Regions from separate parts of the Mus musculus genome. Here all the other regions are linked to region 3. A link is a contact called in public Hi-C, HiChIP or PLAC-seq and Micro-C data. All regions are on one chromosome and are shown on one strand. The core of a region is the stretch at or near the end of the contact, and the rest is flanking DNA. Distances in the headings are between cores, read along the strand shown.

Region 1 (3,844 bases), core at 1,018-3,517, 470 kb before region 3:
CATTTGATAGTTGTAAGGATAGATTGACTCTTTGCCTATAATACTCTGAGGTTCTCACTCTATGATCAAGTAGCTTCATAAGGAAATTAATTTCACAGGTCTGTGGAGGATATAAAATTAGACATAGAGAATCAGGAGGTGTTTGCATCAGCTAAGTTGTGAAATAATAATAATAAAATTCACTAGCTGAGAATGAAGTGGAGGTTTGAATGAGAACTATCCCCTATTCTTGGGCATTGGAATACTTGGTCCTCAGTTGATGGCGCTGTTTTGGGGAGGTTTAGATGGTAGATCCTTGCTGGGGAAAGTACAACATTGAGGATGAGCTTTGAGATTTAACGACTCATATTCCTTCTAGTTTGACATCTCATGGCTCACGGCTGAGACGTGAACCTTAAGTTTCCTACTCTTGTCAGCATGTACTCTGCTTGTTACCGTGATTTCTTGCCATGATTTACCATGATCTACCTCTCTGGAATCATAAGCATGAATAAACTGTTCATGCTCTACATTATCTTTTGTCATTTTATGACAGCAACAGAAGGCGGCACAGGGAGCACGTAAGGGACCAGACAGATAACTATATGGAAATGACCATATTTAAGGAACAAGGATCCATTATCATGTGTATATGTTAAGACGAGGCTTTACATCATCTTCTGGGTGATTTTCTTATTGCTATGGTGGTGACTTGTTCAGCCACAGAAATTTAGTATCTCATAGTTCTGAAGGTTAAACGTCTGAAGTGAGTTGTACATCTCCGTACATCACTGAGCTGACATCTGGAGGTTTGAGAGCAGAACCTGGTCTCCTGCCATTCCAGCCTGGCTCATGGCCCCATACCACTTCATCCTTTGCTTCAGCTGTGTCAAGTCATCTGACTTTGGCCCCCTGCTTCTTGCAAGTGAGAACTCTGGTAATGGCATTGAGTCAACGTGGATAATTTCTGTATCTCAAAATTTCCCTTGATAGCATCTTTAAAGTCTTTTCCCATATAAGACTGGGATGTGGAAATTCAGACTGTGCTTCCCAATCTCTTAATACAGTTTCCCTTTTTGTCGTGACCGCCCAGTTATAAAATTATTTTTGTTGCTATATCATAACAGTAATTTTGCTACCATGATGAATCAATTATAATGTAAAGATCTGATATGTAGATAGTCTTAGGCAACCCCCGTGAAAAGATCATTCGACCCCAAAGTGGTCATGACCCACGGATTGAGAACCACTCTTTTAGAAGGTTGTTATTTTGGCTACCCTAGTGTGGATCACCCCAGTTTCTGTCACAGTGCCCATATCTGTCACAAAGTAAGAGGTGGGAATAGTCTGTGTAATACCTGACATGATAATGACACAAACGCGTGACTAATAAAATATTCCAATAATCTGAGAAAAGATGAATGGCAAAGCAATATATAGTAGAAACAGGTATGTAGAAAAAGTTTACTTGGTGCATATCCAAGTACAAAGTATACAGGTTAGCTGAGGAGTCTCTGAGTTGTTGATAGAAATGGGGGCCAAGAATTTTGATTTACTTTAATTCTTTGGCTTGGAACTTTGGGTATACAAAGTATACATCTCAAATGTCACAAAGCTAAGCATTCCTGAAGAGTGTCACTGTTTTTTTGTTTTGTTTTGTTTTTTGTTTTTTGTTTTTTGTTTTTTTTTTCAGAGAAACTCAGAAGTCAGTATGAAGGGCAGAGAACAATTTTGTGGATTACAGGGATTTATCTCAGGTTTTCAGGCATGACAGCAAGCGCTTTTACCCTATGAGAGCTCTTTTGGCCTTTAAAATGTACTTTTACTTATGGGCATTACCCATGAGCACAGTTGGCCCATTAGACATCTAAATAAGTTTTAAATAACTGTGTCTTCTGGATCCTATTAGAAGTTGCTGGTATACAAGGAAAGATGGGTTCCTACAGCCAAAGTAGAAAAAAGCAAAAACAAAAACTATTTCTGAGGCCATATGGTGCAAGCAGAAAGGAACCTGGCATGGCTGTCCTCTGAGAGGCTCTACCTGCAACTGACTGAGCCAAATGCAGATACTTACAGGCAGTCACTGGCTTGAGATTGGGGACCAATGTGGAAGAGTTAGAAGAAGGACTAAAGGAGCTGAAGGAGATTGCAACCCCATAGGAAGAACAACAGTGTCAACTAATCTGGACCCCCCAGAGATCTCAGAGCTCCAGCTGCATATGTAGCAGGAGGATGGCCTTATGTGGTCTTGTGGAGGTTCAATGACCCAGCATAGCGGAATGCTAGGGTGGTGAGGCAGGAGTGGGAGAATGAGTGGGGAAAAACCCTCATAGAGGCAGCAGGGAGAGGGAATAGGATAAGGGGTGGTGGAGGAGAAACTGGGAAGGGGGCCAACATTTGAAATGTAAATAAAATAACAAAAAAAAATATAGGAAGGAAGGAAGGGAAGAAGGGAGGGACTGAAGGAGGGAGGGAGAGAGGGAGGGAGGGAGGGATGGACCTTCATTCACCAATCACTTCCTTAAAATCCCCAATGCATATAACTCACAGAAGTTCCTCAGGAATTCAGTCATTCACCTTTTGAAGCAGACTTAAAATGTTGAGATATCTTGTTGTTCAAGTAATATACTTTATGGCTACAGTTCCCTGGCCTGACTCTGGGAATGTTGACTCATGACAGATGACACATTCTGATTACAACATACATTCTTACAGGTCACATCTCTCCTATGGTCTCTTCCAAACTGAACCACAGCCTACAAAAACATTCAAGCCAAACTTTTCTGGGAACCCTGATGAAACCATTAATCAGCTAATGGATTTTTCAGATAATTGAATTGAATTTCCGCTTCTCCAATTCAGTTATGAAAAAAGCAGATGCTTCACATTTTTATTACAGGACCCCAGGGCTCACCTCAAAATCAAATAAACAACCTGCAAACATGACTTTTGCTCAAATTTATTTATTTTTTTGACCATTCAATTCTTTGATTTACTCAGAGATATATGAGCATCTGAATTAGACCCCAGTTTACTTTGCAAGCAGAGAGGGAGGAAAGGAAATAAGAAAGGGAAAAGAAGAGGCAGGGGTAGAGGCAGACTAGGAAGGCATCTTAACACCCAGCGATGCTCTTATTGAACTTGTGTACACTCAGAACAGCAGGTAGAGCACATTTAGCATCAAGGAGTTGATCAACCACAACCAAAACCAAAAATTCCATAAACCTGTTTTAACCTCTTGCTTCCTAGCTTCTGTAAAACAAACAATAATGCACAAACTATTTTTTTTTTCAAATACCATTTCACAAAAGGCTAGATTTACCTTTGGTGCCACTTACAGGAAAAATATAACATCAGACTTGTAGAAGCAGAGAGAAGGAGCTGGTTGCCAAGGACTACAGGGCAGAAGGAAATGGAAGCAGTCCAGAAGTCCTGGGTGCAGTTTCAACTATATAAGAGGATTGACTTTAGAGGCCTACAGAGTTACAATGTTGCTATAGAGACAGACTTTTGTTATGTTCTTTATACTTTAAAAGAGCAATGAGTGAAGATGGTAAGAAAAATACTAGAATGGAATGTATATAATTATGGCATGTTAAAATGCTTTCATAGGTATGTATGTCCAAACTTATCAAGTTATACAGTCTAAATATTTATAGCTTTTTATCCATCTATCTTCATAAACTTTTAAAAATAAGAATTGCTTAATTGCTTTATTTAAACACTAATGGGATGTTTTAGCAAAACAGAGAACTGTCTCTTACAAGAGGTGAAGCAAATAGCTGGTTTTTTTTGTTGTTGTTGTTTTTTGTTTTGTTTTTTTTGTTTTGTTTTGTTTTGTTTAGAAACTTGGATGGGGGGAGGG
Region 2 (3,884 bases), core at 1,297-3,796, 380 kb after region 3:
CAAAACCAGTACCACCTGGGTGACTCTTACACATTACCAAGTCCAGCCACAGCACAAGGTAACAACTTTGGCTATCTCTGGAACACAGCCTCTATGCTCTCAGAAAACACATCCAAGAAGACGTCACCTCAGTGATGCTGATCTCTTCTTAATCACCGCTAATTTCTTAGCTCCAGCTAACCAGTATCAATAGTCCCAGTAATGCCAAGGTTTTGCTTTAGTAGTTCTGGTATCTTGTTAATCATAGCTGATTCTTCAGCCCCAACTAGCCAGAACCACAGAATCTTCACAATCCAAAATAAGTATGGCCCTGAAAAGAGTCTTTAATGTTCCCTCTGAAATTTCACAAGCCAGGCCTCCAACGTCTGCACTGTTTTCAACATTTTCTTCCAACCTCCTACACAATGTCTGACAGAGCACTTAACACCGAATGGATCTTCTAGCCCAAAGTTCCAAAGTCCTTCCACAGTCCTCTCCAAAACATGGTCATGTTGTCACAGGAATACCCCACTATGCTGGTACCAATTTGTCTTAGTCAGGGTTTCTATTCCTGCACAAACATCATGACCAAGAAGCAAGTTGGGGAGGAAAGGGTTTATTCGGCTTACATTTCCATACTGCTGTTGATCACCAAAGGATGCAGGACTGGAACTCAAGCAGGTCAGAAAGCAGGAGCTGATGCAGAGGCCATGGAGGGATGTTTTTTACTGGCTTGCTCAGCCTGCTCTCTTATAGAACCAAGATTACCAGCCCAGAGATGGTCCCACCCACAAGGGGCCTTTCCCCCTTGATCACTAATTGAGAAAATGCCTTACAGTTGGATCTCGTGGAGGCATTTCCTCAACTGAAGCTCCTTTTTCTGTGATAACTCCAGCTGTGTCAAGTTGACACAAAACTAGCCAGTACAGATGGATTTCAATCGTGGGAGGTCAGAATGGCAGGTTCCATCCATCTGTTGGAGTGGGTGGTGGAGGCAAAGTCTTGTTCACATAGGAGCAGAGCAGGAAGCAGAAAGTTGTGGGATTGGGGCTGGGCTATAAACATGAAAGTCCCACTTTTAGTGACCTACTTCCACCAGCTCAGCTCTACTCCTAAAGGTTCCAGGGTCTCCCAAAATATCACCAGCTATTGGGGAACAATCTTAAAAACAAACAAACAAAACCTGTAGGGGACATCTCAGATTCAAACTTTCAGATTTCTTTATTATTTACTATATATAAGGAAGCCCAGTTCATATACTGTAGCTGTCTTCAGACACACCAGAAGAGGACATCAGATCTCATTACAGATGGCTGTGAGCCACCATGTGGTTGTGGGATTCGAACTCAGGACCTCTGAAAGAGCAGTCAGTGCTTTTAACTGATGAGCCATCTCTCCAGGCCCCAGATTCAAACTTTAATGTGCTCAGCATGACATTCACTGTAAGATTCTTTCTCCATGTCCTGTGCTCTGATTTCTCTCCTTTTAGATATTCCTGAATCAAGTTTCTCACATAGTCCCCTTTTCATAATTTGTCGGCTTATTTGATGCTTCATAGAAATTGGATATAAGGGCTGTCGAGAAGGTCCTGAGTTCAAATCCCAACAACCACATGGTGGCTCACAACCATCCGTAATGAGATCTGACACCCTCTTATGGAGTATCTGAGGATAGCTACAGTGTACTTATATATAATAAATAAATAAATCTTAAAAAAAAAGAAAGAAATTGGATATAAGATCTCCTGCCAGATACACCTACCTTAACAAGTCTGACTGTGCTATCTAGCTATGGGACCTCAGATGAGTTATACAACACTGTAAGCCACATATCCCTTAGCTTTGAAACAGATGATTTGTTTCCATCAGGGGTGGCTTCAAGGATACTTAAACAGAAAAGGAAGCAAGCTCAGCAGCCGAGCAACAGCATTAGCACTAACTTGCACTGTTTGTCTATTAACTTGTCTTGAAATAGTCTTGCCATGTAGCTTTTGTTGGCATCAAAGTTTCAATCCTTCTGCTTCCACACCAGCTCCTCTTTCTGACCTTTTAATGTCAGGTTTTCCCAGAGGGTGGTCAGATAACTCAGGATCTTTCCAGGTCTAACCCAGTGTAACCCCCAAGTAAACCGGCCACACGGGAAGGGGAAGACAATGATGGACAGCTAGTATTCAGCTGACTTTGTCTTATTGTTTTCTAACTTACTCCGAAGAGGCAACAACTAGTTAAGTTTAAACCATCCAAACTAGGATGCCCCAGGGACTGAAGGTGTTTCAGAGATGTTAAACAAATAATCCAAAATATCATTGTATTTGCTCCACGACCTGGACAAGTCAATGAACAAAACCAAGGGACCGTCAAAAGCGATGGAAGTAGGTTTTGAGAACGGAGCCCTGTAGGCGAAGCAGGGATCCATTTCCCAATTTTAGCAGAGATGACTTGGGATGCTGGAGCTGTGTGCAGGATTAAGAGTCCCAGTTCTTTCCCCAAAGAGCACCGTGCGCCACCTAGAGGAGCTGAGGGCAGTTGCACGTTCGAAGTCGAGAGAACTTCGGTTTCTATTGGTGAAAACTTTCTGTATTCGTTGGCAGCTTCTCTCTGCACCATCAGAACCTCGGAGCTGTTGGCACACGGAGGAGGTGATCCGAACCTGTCGCTGCCACGGGGCAAGGTGGCTATTTGGTGGATAAAACGGCCAGGAGGCGTAGGTAAGTCGCGGTCCCCGCGAGGTTCTCTGACTTGAGCTCCTACACATCCGAGTTGGGAGGTGGGGGGAGCCGCAGCTTGGGAGTTGGGGGCGGGGAGCTCATTTGTGCCAAGTTTGTTTTTCGTGTTTATTACACCCAGGGTTGGCGGGTCGGTGGCGTCCGAGGGCAGAGTGTGTCCGTGAGGCGTGGGTCTAAAGGCGCCCACTCGGGAGCGCGTCCCCGTGTCTCCGCGTTCTCGCAGTCTCAGGCTTCGCTTTCCCCGAGCTTTTCAGATCACGAGTGTCGCGGGCGGAGGGAAGCAAAGATAACTGGCGTCCCCGCAGCGTCCTGGCTGCATCCCTGTCCTAGCTGCCTGTCCTCAAGGCAGTGACCCCTGAAGGTGTCCTGAAGCAGCGCTGGCGAGCCCTACTGGCCTGCCTGCAGGAAGCAAGGCACAGTGCAGATGAGAAGCCCTGGGCTAGGGAGAGATGACTTAGGGTGACCCATGTTCCTGGAGGCGCTCAGGACAGTGTCATGGTTGCTTGGGAGCTGTGGGAAGTTGTCTCTGGAGAGAAGAGGACTTTTGCGGTGTGACTTTACAAAACAAGGGCCAGGAGAGGTAGCCAGGCATCCTCATTGCGGCAGGACAGAGACGAACCCAGGCGGTCCCCTGGCTCTTCTCAGTTCCTCAAAGGCATGAACCTTGAGAACCCCATCCTCATATCCAACTGCCCTGGACTTGTCAAGGTAGCTGAAAAACGTTTCGCCAATGTAAGCAAGCACACTCCACCTGAAGTCCGTCTACCTGCTGACCTGGAATTGAAGCAATTCCCTGACCCGGTGAGGGATTTGCCCGTGGAAGAGAGAATGCTTGAAAAGGGATATTACTCTAAATGAGAACGAAGGCTCAGAAAACAAAATCAAACAAACCAAAACCAAGCAAACAAAACAATATACCTCCCCATGTATTCTGGAGGTGCCCCTATGGCAAGTTACACTGCCAAGTGCTAGATCTTCAGTTGAAGTTGTGGTTCGAGAGAGCAAAGGTTTGGGGCCCAGTTAGTAAACTTGGGATTTCTTAGACAAGTCCCAAGTCCAAATAGTCGTCAAGGCACCTCCATGACCCCAGTTCCCTTGGTGAGAGGGGAGAACACAGGTTCCGTTCCCCTGAGAGTTAGAAAGATTAATGAACTGAAGGGACAGAGGTATCCTGGGAAAG
Region 3 (3,706 bases), core at 268-2,767:
AAGAGGGTAGTGATGTGTTTTTCCTTCAATCAGTAATAATTTTAATAGGAATAAAATGGCTAGTGTAAAATGTAGAGCATCCTATAAGCCAGGCATAGGCTAAACATTTGTGCATGTTGTCTGATACCTCACTGTAACCCAGGGATGGAGCTAAATACCACCCTGGGAGGAGAGAGCACTGGGCTCTAAAGGCAACTGAGTTAGGTTGTATGAGTTAAAAAGCTGGATTCTGAACCAAAGGACTATGACTCCCACACCTACTCTGTATACACGTGCGCACTAGCGCGCGCGCACACGCACTCGCACACGCGCACGCACACGCACGCGCGCACACACACACACACACACACACACACACACACACACACACACACACACACACACACACGGCATGCACTGCACTCACAAGACCAGCAGCCCAGTCCCAGGTAGGCAATCTGGGAAATTATGTGCCTGCCCAGGAAGAGCAGAAGGGCTCCCCACTGTGGGCTGAGCAGAGGAGAGCTGAGAACTTTGCGTGCGGGGCAGGGAATGCTGGGAACCTCTGGGCATAGGCAGGAAGAAGGGATGAAGGGCTGGGTGGACCGTATGATGATTTCATGAGCCAGGAGGACATGTGGCAATAAACCTCAAAGAGAGGGTCAGGATGGAAGGTCTCCTGGGTCATAGACAAACGGATCTAGAAGGCAACTGGACATTTAGCTCACTGCCATGAGGAGAATTGACAACACATCGAAGGCACAGGAGTGGCTGAACTGAGAATGTAAAAGACAGAGAGAAGAATGAGATGGACAGAACCCCCCAAAAGCCCCTGGTGTCCAGGATTATTATAAGAAAGTAATCCATTTTCTTATCTGTCATGAGTGCATCTATCTTCCTTTAAGGACCACTTGGGAGAGAGCTTCTTTTGCATGTGAGTCGCTTTATCATTAGGGTCACTTCTGGGGGAAAAAAACATAGAACAAAATAGAACAAAACCCTTCATTTTCTAACATGAAGTTTTTCATTATTTCTTGGCGACAGGTTTGAGATGAAGAAAAGTAAGCTAGTTACAGGATGCATACACATAGCAATAGTGTGTGTGCTTAAATGCATTTAAGTAACTAAAAATTGTTCTGATAGTTTATCAGTTATTGCCACAGACTTCCTGATTCCTCTGAACTCATGTCGCCACGGTCAGCCATCCCTCCTGGACACATCATCACTGGCTTGGATAGAAGTGCTGGATGCTCCCAGATCCCAGGACATGCCGTTTTCTAGCCTTATTTATCTTCTCATTCTTCACCCCTCAGCCTAAAAATATGACTGCCATGTACCCCTCCTGCCTGCTGTCCCCTAAGCTGTCTCCTTGTTCTCTCTTTTTTTAAGGAAAGGTTCCTAATTAACCTGTAGCAGAAAGAATGGGGGCGCGCGGGGGAGGGGGTTGTTTGGTCCGCCCTTCCTGGCTGTTGCCACCTTGCAGGTTATGACACAGTGACAGAGGGAGGTCTGAGGAAGGAGGCAACCAGGAGGGGCTTATTCTTTTGGAGCTCCGGGAGCCTCTTGATACAGACAGCGTTTCCTACTTTCCCTGCGGCTCTTTTGTGTGACTTTGAGAGGGGCTCCCTAGTGACTGATTCCTCTCTGTGCGCTCGCCTCAGCAAGCAGCCAGGCTCTGGGAGGGAAGACCCAACCAAGCTCAGCAGTAGCAGAAGCAGCCAGCACAGACTTCAACCGTGCTGGAACCGGCATGCGGTTTTTGAAGTCAGCAGAAACAGAAATCAAATTACTATCATCTTATGCTGCTAGAAGCTCAAAGAGAGGGGATTCCACACTGGCCTAGTCACCATGCGACAGGCAAGTCACAGGATAGCGGACCCTGGCGACAATGAATGTAAGTTCCTCGGCTGCTGTCCTTTACTGCTGTGGGATTTTCTTTCTGCTTAAAGTCACGCTTGGCTAGAATGCCGTCATTGCCGCGAGAATTTCTGATGTGGAAAGTTCTCTGCTGCGCTTCGGGATGCGTTTTCCTTTCGTTAACTGAGCCAGAGATACAAGCTGAAATTCCTGACCATCGCTGCGGCGATTCTGCCTGAGACTAAAAAGGGTTAACCCTTATGATGGCATTAACATTGCGTGGATTTTTAATTGACTTCCTTAATTAATATAGAGGGCACACAGCCCTCCCTCCTCGTTTTGGATCTCATGCTGTTTTAACTTTGTGATGGCTGAACTCTTGAAAGCAGCATATCCAACCCGAGAATTGGCTGAAAGATTCTCACCGGATACAAAACTTTTCTTCCTTAACCAGGAACACGTTTGTGTCTCCAAATGCTCCACACTGCTTTTTTTGCCTTTGCTTCCGTGAGAACTTACAGCTCCGCCGTGGACTCTCCCTAGCACTGTGAAGCGAGGCATAATCAAGAGCCATCACACTTCTGTAACTCTTACTATGGAAGAGGAGAAAGCAGCCAGAGGAGCCACACAGGTCTCCGCTTCAGCATGCCCTAGCTCCAGGACGTAAAGATGAATGGTGAGCCCCGGCTATGACTCGCTAGTCTCTCCACACTTCATCTGCTACAACTTCCGGCTTAGACATGGAAATTCTCTGTGAAGACAATATCTCCCTGAGCTCAATTCCAAACTCCTTAATGCAATTAGGTGACGACTCGAGGCTCTACCCTAATGACTTCAACTCCAGGGATGCTAACACTTCCGAAGCCTCGAACTGGACAATTGATGCTGAAAACAGAACCAACCTCTCCTGCGAAGGGTACCTCCCACCGACATGCCTCTCCATTCTTCATCTCCAGGAAAAAAACTGGTCTGCTTTATTGACAACTGTCGTGATTATTCTCACCATTGCGGGAAACATACTGGTCATCATGGCAGTGTCCCTAGAGAAAAAGCTGCAGAATGCCACCAACTATTTCCTGATGTCACTTGCCATAGCTGATATGCTGCTGGGTTTCCTTGTCATGCCCGTGTCCATGTTAACCATCCTGTATGGTGAGTGGTGTTAGCATGTCAGCTGTCCTCACCATAGTCCCAAAGAGCTTGTGCATGCTGTTAGTGGAGGGACTGGGGCTCCAGGAGAGAAATAGACAGGAAACTTTGTTTTAGTCTTAAAATTTTATTTTTCTTGAGAGAAAAAAAAAAGTCAGACAGCCTAGTACCTGGTCATTGGTGAGTTGTGTGTCTTAGAATGGATACATCTTTGTAGAGAAATTATTACCTGTATTCCAATACTCTGTGAGCATAATTTAGCTGTCATTCTGTGCCCATGCGATTTTTTTCCTGCTTTTATTTGCCAGCCTCGGGACAGAACAGTTTTCTGTTTCTCACCGGGTTCTCAGCACTTCTAATGGAGTGGTAAAACCTTCCCAATTACCTTGGAACATTTGCAGAGAGAGCATTAGTGCTGGAGGAGTGGGTTTAATGTTAAAATATTCAGAGTCTCCATTAGAATAAATGAATTACTCTGGTTTTAATTGCCCCCTCCCCCCCCCCAAGCCCAGAGAAGACAATATCTAAGAAAACCTTTGAGTTATTCTTTAAAAAATGCACACACATAAACTCCTGTCTGGTTTTGGAGGGTGGAAAACAAACTGAAAGCTCTCAGTCTTGCTTTCCTTGCTACGGTTTGACAGTGTCAAACTTCCCAGGAAGTCAGCAAACACTGGGATGGCTTTCATGGAGGGGCAGAATGTGAGACTCTTTCAAAGTG
Region 4 (3,810 bases), core at 342-2,841, 310 kb before region 3:
AAAGATTTCCATTAGACCAGTACTAGAACATCAACAGCATTAAGGATGTTTTATATTGGTGCTTGGGAGAAAGAAGTAGAAGAATATTCATTCCAAGCCAGCTCAGACTGCATAGTACTACATGTCACAAATGAAATGCCATATTCTGTAGCTTTAAATTAGAAGGCAGAAGGCTCACTACATCTAACTTTATTACAAACCAGTGAGCTTAGAAAATAAAGTTGATAAATAAGCATTGTATATCTTTCACCCTGTGGTGACTAACGCTGATGATCTCCTCAGAAAGCAAGCAGTGAGAAGTTACCACACGCTGCAATGAATATTTTATGGCCATAATTCTCTTTAATTCCTGAAGAAATATTACTGCCGCCACTTTCTAGCTAAGCTGAAACTACAATTGGTTAACTGGCGTACACTAGGTTAGTTCCAGAGCCCCAGTTCCTAGACATGTATTGTTCTGGATTCCCCAAGAAGACTAGATTTTTCTCTGGATCACTTTCTGCTTAGTCACTGACAACCTAATCATCAGTCCTGGGTCCTAAGTCAACATCACTGCTCTTGTCCATCTTCCATATGCTCCACTGTCGGCGCCAAGCACAGTCTCACTATTGCTGCTTCGAAAAACTTACAAACTTCCTAAATGATCATCCCCTTGCCTACAACACGTTGTAAGCACACCCTACAGACTCATTCTCCTACAGTCCCTAAAATAGCACCACTCTGTTCAAAACTCTCATTTGAAAACCACAGAATTTCAACACTGAAAACCTAAGGCTAGAAGCATTATACCATTTACAAACAAGCAATCTGTTTTTCATGATTGTTAGTGAAACCTTTCTTTTTCTTTCTTGTCCTTTTTTTTTTTCTTTTCAAACTAGCTGTGACAGTAAATGTCCATTATTGGCCCCTAATGGTCCCTGCTAACCAATGGGAAGAACACAGTGATCACTGCCCACCTTGCAAAGTGGTGAACACATACTGTAAATGCTTTGATGCTCTTCAGCACTGAGTTTAAATATTTACTAGCATTTAGAATGAGCATATCTACTTTGTCATCCAAAAGAGAGAACTAGTTGATTAAAAATGTTGAATAACTCAAATGTTGATTCTCAACTGATTCTTTTACTATCCAAATATAGTCCTAGAGAATAGGTTAAAACATATCTCAGAATACTTGTAATACTCTGTTACAAGTACTGATCTAAAATTCTTTTTTTTTAAAAATTAAAACATTTAGAGAAAAGATATTTTTAAATGGAAACTGTGATATTATGTAAATCTCATGCTTTTATTCAGGCAGACCACTGGTCTCTATTGCTTGGTGTTGGTTACTTTGAACCCTTTCTTTTAAAGAGAAAATTTCTATATCGTCATGTTTTCATAAAACTTTAGTGATTTACAACATGTTTTGCTAATACAAATACCTCTCCACATACACTGAAGTTGTATCTTGACAAATCCATTGAAAGTCTAAAACATCTGGAGACAACAATGTGCATAATCTGACTAATCAACTAAATATCTGAGCATAGCAACTCAGCTTCCTGTGGAGACTGTGCTGTTACACCTCTGATCATGGCTGAGCAAATGCTGTAGCTCACTATGGCTGCCCAGGATCATGAAACACCACCAAAGCATGTGCCACGAAAGCCCAGGAGAGATCCAATCTCAAAGCCCAGCTTTTTCTGCATATGCATCACCTTACATCAGAGTGCTGAAATCATCAGCTAACAGCTACTAAAAGTCAGAAACCAGCTCTGTACTTTTGATAAGAGGCAAGTTTAACACTAAGTCATTGTCTCTGAATTCCAATAACTTGTCAAGACTGAATCACATCCTTGCCCTAAATCAAACAGGGCTGGCTTAAAAACTTGTAGGTTCAAAATCATGGGCCTCATAAAATATAAAACTACCACAGTCTAAAGGTGAATAGTAGAACTATGAAATGAAACTGCCTTTTGTGATCTTAACATAAAGGAGATTGGAGTTTCTAAACACTAAGATTACTAAGAAATGAAGAGGAAAAACAGAGATCACATTGTACTAACTATACTAAAACGTCCCCTTGGTCACAAAGACTATGTGATTCTGTTAAGAAAAATACTATGGAATAAAAATGCATTGAACTTTTCTTCTCTGAGATAGCCAGTCAGAACACTTGAAATGGCTATGAGCAAAGCATTGACCAAGAAGTAGCTGGAGTGAAAAGCTCACAGCTGAATCTGTGACCTAAAAGTAGCATTCTCTTTACACCCAGTTTACTCACAATCCTGGTGAAATGTCTGCCGGCTGATGACACTAAGTTCCTAGGACACTTTCTGCCTGGGTTTTTCTTAGTTGACCCACTTTTAACTGCCAACAAGAGAAATGTAAGCCATACCCCTTTCTTCCTTACTCCTGACTCCTCATCTTCAGTTGTAGCAGAGCAGAACACAGCTGCCTTCTCTGTTAGCAATATGTGGGAGTCAGGCATTTGTGCTGCTATGAAACAATCAAAATAAAGAGAAGGAAGATTCTGGTCCATGGTTTCAGTTCATGGTCAGCTTGCTCCATTGTCATGAGCCTGTGGTGAGGCAGAACATCACAATGGTGAGAGTAGAGCAAAATTATTCACATCAAAGTAGCTGAGAAGCAGAGGAGAGAGGCAGAGAGGAATGAACAGAAGGCAAGACACATCTCTCAAAGGCATCCCTCTGGTGACAAACTCCCTCCAAGCAGGTCCACCTCCTCCTAGCCTCCCATTACCTCCCAGTAACATCATAAAATTATAAATCTATTACTGGATTAACCCACACATAAATCAGAGTCACCAGGATCCAATCACTCTCCCAAAGCCTACTGGCTGGCAACCAAGCTAGCTAGCTCCCTTGTGTATAGATGAGTATAGAGGCATTTCACAGGCAAGCCATAGCAGAGGGTCAGCTGCTCTTCTTTATCTGTAAAATGGAGAGAATCATTACCCGAAGGGATGTGGTGAGGTTTGAATTATATACATCAGATGTGAGAGAGTCTTATGAAATGCTACTGAGATTAGTAAGAAAATCCCTTCAAGGGCGAGGGCCTCCTTCAAGAGTTACAGGCTCATCGTCCTGATGAATGCTTGCAGCCTGGCATAAGCCTCTGCAGATTTACAAAACTTCAGGGTACCAATGAATACATTTACAAAAGTGGAATTCTGGCACTTGTTCAATCCATATTTATTAAAGGTGTCTTCTTTGCCAGCACTAAAAACACAACATAAATAATATAGGACCCATCCTCAATGAAGCTGGAAGGCCGCCTTTCCCATTTCTTAAAGGATGGCCACAGGACAGCCCACAGCTAGAGGATAAATTCTTGGCAACAGGAATGGAAGGCCATTTCCTCCTCTTGATAGAAGCTACATAAGGGAAAGACCAGGGAAATGTTTCCCTCCAGAAGACCTCGAATTTGAAATCGAATTCTGTCTTTACCTTATGGACAACATAGGATTTGGGAGTGGTAAAAACCTGTGGCACATTAGAATGTTGATCATCCTTAAAGGTAACTGGCTCAGGACCCCAAGACCAAGTTTTTAACACAGAGGAGATTTATTTACTCCAGAGATACTAAAGGTGGAGAATAAGAGACAGAGAAGATAGAGGACAAAGGAAAAGGGAGAAAGGGACAAGGAACAAGGGTGAGGGGCAGGGGGATATTTGTCTTGGAATGGGGGAAAATAATTGCCTCTGAATAGGGAGGAGACAGATGTGGCCCATACGCAAATGGCAGTTTATAAAGGTAAAGGGGGAAACACTGCGTTAGGATGAGGTGTTTAACTTTGATTGGACA

Evidence for each region. HiChIP or PLAC-seq counts read pairs in DNA pulled down with a chosen protein or histone mark. Hi-C and Micro-C count contacts between places; a contact is called where the count stands out from the background.
Region 1: a contact with region 3 is called in a CTCF HiChIP or PLAC-seq map of the NIH/3T3 cell line, with 5 read pairs. The contact joins the enhancer-like site here to the promoter of Htr2a in region 3. A contact is called at or near these places in 8 of 39 promoter capture datasets (the 3T3-L1 cell line, embryonic stem cells, hippocampal neurons and 3 more), 1 of 15 datasets of contacts at CTCF or cohesin (the NIH/3T3 cell line), 1 of 484 Hi-C or Micro-C datasets (cerebral cortex), 3 of 115 datasets of contacts at active chromatin or transcription factors (SST interneurons, astrocytes and bone marrow-derived macrophages) and 1 of 9 other capture datasets (adipose tissue).
Region 2: a contact with region 3 is called in a Hi-C map of nephron progenitors, with 2.5 times the contacts expected there. The contact joins the promoter of Rubcnl here to the promoter of Htr2a in region 3. A contact is called at or near these places in 8 of 39 promoter capture datasets (the 3T3-L1 cell line, the C10 cell line, the SN4741 cell line and 3 more), 1 of 15 datasets of contacts at CTCF or cohesin (embryonic stem cells), 3 of 484 Hi-C or Micro-C datasets (embryonic stem cells, extraembryonic endoderm stem cells and nephron progenitors), 1 of 115 datasets of contacts at active chromatin or transcription factors (large pre-B cells) and 2 of 9 other capture datasets (adipose tissue and liver).
Region 4: a Micro-C map of embryonic fibroblasts shows a contact between it and region 3, with 13 times the contacts expected there. The contact joins the enhancer-like site here to the promoter of Htr2a in region 3. A contact is called at or near these places in 7 of 39 promoter capture datasets (the 3T3-L1 cell line, 3T3-L1-derived adipocytes, the C10 cell line and 4 more), 1 of 15 datasets of contacts at CTCF or cohesin (the NIH/3T3 cell line), 3 of 484 Hi-C or Micro-C datasets (adipose-derived mesenchymal stem cells and embryonic fibroblasts), 4 of 115 datasets of contacts at active chromatin or transcription factors (the NIH/3T3 cell line, acute myeloid leukemia, embryonic fibroblasts and 1 more) and 2 of 9 other capture datasets (adipose tissue and macrophages).

The regions. Positions count from the first base shown.
Region 1 is chr14:74,166,989-74,170,832 of GRCm38.p6, forward strand. No RefSeq gene overlaps it. Among named protein-coding and RNA genes, the nearest start is that of Gm35517, 150 kb to the left of the region's middle. Within about 2 kb of position 2,268, at least 18 of the 459 cell types and tissues checked have an H3K27ac peak or open chromatin away from gene starts, as enhancers often do. A contact at or near this core is called in the NIH/3T3 cell line, where this site is marked.
Region 2 is chr14:75,013,481-75,017,364 of GRCm38.p6, forward strand. Rubcnl (RUN and cysteine rich domain containing beclin 1 interacting protein like) reads left to right here and starts at 2,547. Exons shown (of 14, transcript NM_198642.2): 1 at 2,547-2,686.
Region 3 is chr14:74,639,357-74,643,062 of GRCm38.p6, forward strand. Htr2a (5-hydroxytryptamine (serotonin) receptor 2A) reads left to right here and starts at 1,518. Exons shown (of 3, transcript NM_172812.3): 1 at 1,518-2,988. The coding sequence starts at 2,577. It overlaps Gm41210 (a long non-coding RNA gene), which reads right to left and starts at 1,490. Exons shown (of 3, transcript XR_874820.3): 1 at 1-1,490.
Region 4 is chr14:74,325,865-74,329,674 of GRCm38.p6, forward strand. No RefSeq gene overlaps it. Among named protein-coding and RNA genes, the nearest start is that of 4933402J15Rik, 28 kb to the right of the region's middle. Within about 2 kb of position 1,592, at least 20 of the 459 cell types and tissues checked have an H3K27ac peak or open chromatin away from gene starts, as enhancers often do. A contact at or near this core is called in the NIH/3T3 cell line, adipose-derived mesenchymal stem cells and embryonic fibroblasts, where this site is marked.